Linked DNA regions of Triticum aestivum: region 2 is linked to region 1. A link is a contact called in public HiCAR-type data. All regions are on one chromosome and are shown on one strand. Each heading gives the region's core, a stretch centred on a gene start, on an enhancer-like site or on the middle of the called end of the contact. The rest is flanking DNA. Distances are from core to core; before and after follow the strand shown.

Region 1 (3,217 bases), core at 198-2,697:
CAAGACCAAATGCAACACATAGGTAGCAAAGTTTGAACAAAAGTAGTCTGATTATGACACCATGGATATATGAGGGGAAATATATCTTCTGAAAGCTTGGTCGTCCGTTGATAACATAACAGTTTAGGAGGTGCCAGGTTTGGTGAGGGCTGGGTAGCTATGCTGTCTATTATGTGGAGTCCGTTAACAACACATACAATTAATATCATTGTGAAGAAGTGAAGATACTGGCATACTGAACATATAATAGTTAGCAGCATTTACTTGTTGCGGTCTGTATGTGCCAAATGATATTGTTAAATATTACAGCGAGGATTTAGGACTGTAGGACAGGAAGTGAATGACTCCTCTTTGATAATACTCCATCCGTATCAAAATATAAGACGTTTTTTATACTCCCCTTGTATCAAAAAGCGTCTTGTGTTTTGATACATAGGGAGTAGTAAGCAGTACATCGACTTGCTGTGGCCTGTATGTGCCAATGATATTCTTAAATTCCAATGCGGTGAGAACAGGGCACTTTTAAAAAACTGAATTCTGAACAATGAGACAATGTGAATATGAAGGACAGGGCAAAAGAAAGGAGACCTTCTTCCTCCGCAACAGCAGCAACAAGCTGAAAGAACTCAAGCCCTTTGGCAAAGTTCTTCACCTTCCATGCCCTGTGCAATTTCAGAATGTCGCCCTCATTTTTCACCTCCCAGCCAGCCACCTGTTTTTAAGGGAGGTCAGTCAACATAACCGGTCTTAATCAAGGTTTTTTTTTACTATAGCAAAGCATGAGCAGAGAAGAAAACCTGCTCTAGCAACGTTTTAGCAGAATCTTCTGACATGGCTTGTAAATCCTTTGAATTGCATGAGACACAGCTCCTTTTTGATAATTCTGCAAAGAAAAAGAAAAACGCATACTTTTTTTTACAGGACTGCATAGTGATCGGTGGCCTCAAGCTCGGAAGCGCACATCGGGGGATGGCCTAGTAATGATAATATGACAACAAAGAGAGACACGAATTCGTAAGCAGGAATGGAGAAAAACGAACGGGGGTGCAGTTCAGGAGCCAGGAGCCCAGGAGGCCTAGATCGAGAGAGATTTAGAAAACGAACGGGGCTGCGGCGGCGGCGGCGCGCTCACCGACTTTAGCCGCGGCCTCGTCCCCCGTCGCCTGCGAGGCGGAGCGGCCAGTAGGGGCGGACGCGCTGGGTGCCGCCTGGTCGAGGAGTAGGGTACGCCCCTCCATCCCTGAGCTTCGGGGAGACGGCGGCGCAGTGCCGTGGGAGTGGGACTCCAGGTGAAGCTTCTATGTTCAGAGTTTTTCTTTTTTCTTTTTTTGAGACACATGTTCAGAGATGAGGGAACGGTTGCGTCTACTAGGCACGGAAACGGAGAGAGGCAAAGTACGCTTTCATGGACGTTTTACGGAAAAACATTCCATAGGGCCAAGCCACCTCTTCCCTCCCGACTCTCCCTTCGTCCCGCACAGTTCTGGCCCTAAACCAACCCCTGAACCCTCCCAATTCCCAAATCTAGTCGCCGAGGGAAGCTCGCCGCATCCTTCCCATAGACCCCAATGGAGGACGGCAACGGGGCGCAGCCGCCGCCCTTGCCTCCGCCCGACGCGCCCGAAGCCGCGGGGCATCTGGCTCTCGTCCCCATGGACCAGGACGAGGACCAGGCCGCCGCCGCGGAGCCCATGGAGGACGGCGCGGCCGGGGGAGACGCCGCGGAGCCCATGGAGGAGGACGCGCCCACGTCCTCCCCGACCCCGTCCGCCCCCTCCACCACCGCGGCCGTCGACGACTCCACCGTCGCGCGGAAGCGCCGCCGCCGCAAGAAGCAGTTCCCCGGCATGATCCCCACGGCCGGCGTCCGCGTCCTCCGCGCCTCCTCCTCGTCGGGGGCCACCGCGGCGCATCTCGCTGGCATCCCGCGCCGCCGCGGCCGCCCGCCGACCAACTCCTCCCTCCGCCTGGCGCGGGAGCTGGATTCCGAGGCCACCATCGCGCTCGCGGCGGGATTCCCCGCGGATACCCTCTCCGAGGACGAGGTCGCCGCCGCCGTCATCCCACTTATTGGTGGCGCCGACCAGGCCAACTACCTCGTCGTACGCAACCATATTCTCGCGCTCTGGCGCTCTAATCCCCTCTCCCCCGTCGCGTCCAACGCCGCGCTCGCATCCATCCGCGCCGAGCACGCGCCCCTCGTCGCCGCTGCACACTCCTTCCTATCGGACCATGCCTACATCAATTTCGGCCTCGCCCCCTCCATTGTCTCCCTACCACCAATCCCCCCTCCCTCCCATCCTCCCCCTTCTGTCCTCATCGTGGGTGCTGGCTTTGCTGGCCTCGCCGCTGCACGCCACCTTATGTCTCTTGGCTTCAAGGTTGCCATTGTCGAAGGCCGACTCCGCCCAGGTGGCCGTGTGTTTACTAAGACAATGCGGTCCTCTGCAGCAGACTATCCTGACATTGCTGCTTCTGCTGATCTGGGAGGCAGTGTGCTCACTGGTATCAATGGGAACCCCCTTGGTGTCATAGCACGGCAGCTTGGGTTCCCACTTCACAAGGTGCGGGACAAGTGCCCGCTGTATCTTCCGGATGGCCGCCCAGTCGACCCTGGCATGGATGATCGTGTTGAGGCTGCCTTTAACCAGCTTCTTGACAAGGTTTGCCAGCTGCGGCAGGTTATCGCAGATAGTGTTCCACACGGTGTGGATGTGTCACTTGGCATGGCACTCGAGGCATTCCGGGCAGCGCATGGTGTTGCCGCTGAGCCAGAGGAACGGATGCTTCTTGATTGGCATCTGGCCAACCTGGAGTATGCCAATGCCGCTCCTCTTGCTGATCTCTCCATGGCCTTCTGGGACCAGGATGATCCATATGAAATGGGTGGCGACCACTGCTTTATACCTGGTGGCAATTCCCAATTTGTCCGAGCACTTGCTGACGGCGTCCCGATATTCTATGGACAGAATGTGCGAAGGATACAGTATGGGTGTGATGGTGTGTTGGTCTACACTGATAAGCAAACATTCCGTGGTGATATGGCGCTCTGCACTGTCCCCCTTGGTGTGCTTAAGAAGGGGGACATCGATTTTGTGCCGGAGCTGCCAGTTCAGAAACGAGAGGCCATTCAGAGATTGGGTTTTGGGCTTCTTAATAAGGTTGTGATGTTATTCCCTTTTGACTTCTGGGATGGTAGGATTGATACGTTTGGGCA
Region 2 (3,217 bases), core at 526-3,025, 170 kb after region 1:
ATGGGGTGGAGAGATGTTTTATGCGAAGGAGCATGATCTGGTAATTTATCAGAATTTTTGAAGCAATATAAAATACACTTGCTTCACAACTTAAAAATATTGCCAGAATCAAAGATTTGATCTTGTGCTCATATAGATGAATGGATGGGGCTGCAAATAGGTGCAGAGGGTTAATATGAGCACATGAAGGAGTGTGCAAAAGTTCAACTCATTTGGATACTCCTAGATAGTACTTCCTTCACAATGCATTCCCTCAGACAGGAACTTTGAAAAATCACTGAGGAAGATTGGCTAGGCAAATAAAGTTGAACTTTGGCACAAGACAATTATTTGAACATGAAAAGATGTCCAAAAAGTTTGAGGTCAATTGGACAAGGAAAAATAGCACTTCCTTCACAACCTGCCACACATGACAGAATAGAAAAGGAATTATTTGAGCAACATAGAAAACATGGCAAGTAAAATATTCTGCCACATTTGAGGAAGATATGACCAAAGCAATTTATGAGAATTATTTGGAAATTTTTGGAGTGAGGGAAATATAGGTTGCTTCACAACCTAGGGCAGATAAGATTATTCCTTTAATGAAAAATGAATATTCCCAACAAAAAGAATATTGGAATTTGGGCTAGGATGAAATTGGCAAGGTCTAGGAAAGGATTTGGGTATGACAAGCCACTCTGGAAAGAAAGAAGAGGTCATCTTCTTCAGTTTCCAGACCACAAAGCCAGAAAAAAAACTCAGGCAAAAACCTCAGAAAAACAAAAGAAAAAGAAAGGGCCAAAAATCAGGCTGTTACAGGTATATACACATGTATGATATCATAATTTCATACTTAATATGTATATTTGATATGTCTTACTTTTTCCCAAAAACATAAATAAAAAATACTCCTAAAAGGTCACATTTCTGATTACAATCAATTAATATTTGTAATAATAAATAAAATGGATAAAACAATTAAGTAGCACTTAAAAAGAGGCCGCATCAGTAATATTAGCCATTGAGTCATCCATGACTAACAGCTCTCACGTCTAGCGTCGTTAAAGAGCACGTGGAGGTGTGTGTTTGATATGACTAATGTACCAAGAACAAAAAGGCGTTGACGTCGGTGGCCTCCGCCTCGCTTCAATGTTTGTGATTGTCGTGCGGTGATGAATAGATAGATTTTTTCAAAGAAATATCATCCATGACTAATAACGGTTGGGCTTAGTATTGAGTTAGGAGCATCTTACAGCTCTTCATATTTACATTTCTCCAACCAAAGAACAAACGTTAGAACAATGCAGAGTAGCCGCACACATGTTTCCCTCGGCCCCTCCTCTCCGGCGCCATCTTTTTAAAATATAAACCCCAGGCCCCGGGATTACACACGACATGTGGCGACAACAGTACTTGATTTGGGATCTAATGACCAGCACGATCATCACTAACTTGTTCGACCCAGAGTACTGCTACAAATCTTATAATAAACCCCAGCAAATCCAGCAGAAATAGAAGAAAATTCACATTCTGTAGCATCACGAGACTGTCGACCGGGGCGGGGCGGCGCCGGACGGACACACGTCAAACAAAAATTCATCATCCGGTACATCTCCTCTCTTCCTCCTCCGCGGGGCCCGCTCCGCATTCATTTTTCAGTTCCATCCCCACCAGCCTCGCCACCCCGCGTCCCCGCTCTCCCACCGACGGCGGGCCCGGCCCCGCCCGTCACCGTCACGCACCAGCGGCGTGGACCGCGCCTTTATTTATACCAGTGTCATCGACGGAGCAACCGGCTGTTACACACGTAGTGGTAACAGAAGATACGGATTGAGAGCGCGCAGTCCAGTCCCGTTCCGTGGAGGGGAGATCCGGCGCCGAACAGCCGAGGACACGCTGCTCTGGTGGCGTGGTACGCTCGCTGGTAGTAGTAGTACCGCCGCTGCTGCGCCATCTCTCGCCCCATTTACTCGCCGTGCGAGCGCCATTGATTGGCTGACTGATTGATTGAAGGGGTGGCAGGCGGTGGAGTGAGACTGGGAGTGGTGGAGTGCGGCGCCATTGCGGAATTGGGAGCGGGAGCGGGAGTCGGCGGTGGTCCCATGCGGCGCGGGCTCGGGCAGTGAGATCCGCAGCAGCAGCCATGTCGCGGCCGCTGTACCGGGGGTTCTCGGGGGGCGGCGGCGGGAAGGACCGCTGCGCCGACGAGGGCCGCCACTACGACCCCAAGGAGCCCTGCGAGAACGGCATTGGCGCCACCACCGCCGCGCGGGGGAGGAAGCGGCACCTCGCGGCCGCGGCGGCGAGGATCGGGGTCCTCGTGCTCGCGGCGGCCGCGCTCGTGGGGTCGGTGGCGTGGGCCGGGTCGCTCTACGCCGGGCGCGGGGCCGCCGCGGCGATGGCCGCGGCCTCGGCGCACCGCGGCTACCGGCGCCTGCAGGAGCAGCTGGTCACCGACCTGCTCGACATAGGCGTGCTCGCCGGCGGCGGGCTCCGCTCGCGGGAGGCGGAGGTGTGCGCGGCCGAGTACGAGAACCACGTGCCCTGCTACTACAACGGCTCGGACGCCGTGGACGTGTCGGATCTGGGCGGCGGCGTCGTCATAAGCTACGAGCGCCAGTGCGCGCGGGAGGGCAGGGCCACCTGCCTCGTCGCGCCGCCGCGGGCCTACCGCACCCCCGTGCGCTGGCCCAGCAGCAAGGAGTTCATCTGGAAGGACAACGTGCGGATTAGCGGCCATGAATTCTCCTCGGGGAGCCTGTTCAAGAGGTAAATGAGCCGCAATTTGTTACTACTGTATTTGGGAGATGTTGAGTTAGTGGCTTCGTCTATTGGTTGTGAATTTGCCTGTCTCCGATTGTTCGTAGGATGATGGTGGAGGAGGACCAGATCTCTTTCCCGTCGGACGCACATATGTCTGACGGCGTGGAGGATTACGCGCATCAGATTGCCGAGATGATTGGCCTGCGGAACGAGTTCAATTTCAATGAGGCTGGGGTGAGCTGTTACCAAGTTCCTCTTTGTCTTTAATAATGGTTTGTAGTGTCACAGCTGGTGACGGGGGCTAGCTAGTAGAAATAAACCAGTGACATTCTGGTTTAGTAGAACTAAACCAGCGACATTTTTGTCTTTGCAAATCACTGAATTCACTTTGTTAAAAAGACACAATTGCTACTGTTCTCTGTCAACTTGCTTAATTATTCTGACAAGTCCTGCCAAAATTTCCATCTGATTT

The links. HiCAR-type assays count read pairs that join an accessible place to other places.
Region 2: a HiCAR-type map of leaf shows a contact between it and region 1, with 10 times the contacts expected there. The contact joins the promoter of LOC123138347 here to the promoter of LOC123138344 in region 1. A contact is called at or near these places in 3 of 5 Hi-C or Micro-C datasets (all in leaf) and 1 of 1 datasets of contacts at active chromatin or transcription factors (leaf).

The regions. Positions count from the first base shown.
Region 1 is chr6B:621,488,508-621,491,724 of IWGSC CS RefSeq v2.1, forward strand. It overlaps LOC123138344 (lysine-specific histone demethylase 1 homolog 1), which reads left to right and starts at 1,448. Exons shown (of 1, transcript XM_044558309.1): 1 at 1,448-3,217. The coding sequence starts at 1,569. LOC123138346 (pterin-4-alpha-carbinolamine dehydratase 2, mitochondrial) reads right to left here and starts at 1,363. Exons shown (of 7, transcript XM_044558313.1): 1 at 1,133-1,363; 2 at 798-883; 3 at 589-712. The coding sequence starts at 1,238.
Region 2 is chr6B:621,662,764-621,665,980 of IWGSC CS RefSeq v2.1, forward strand. It overlaps LOC123138347 (probable pectin methyltransferase QUA2), which reads left to right and starts at 1,776. Exons shown (of 8, transcript XM_044558314.1): 1 at 1,776-2,751; 2 at 2,850-2,979. The coding sequence starts at 2,126.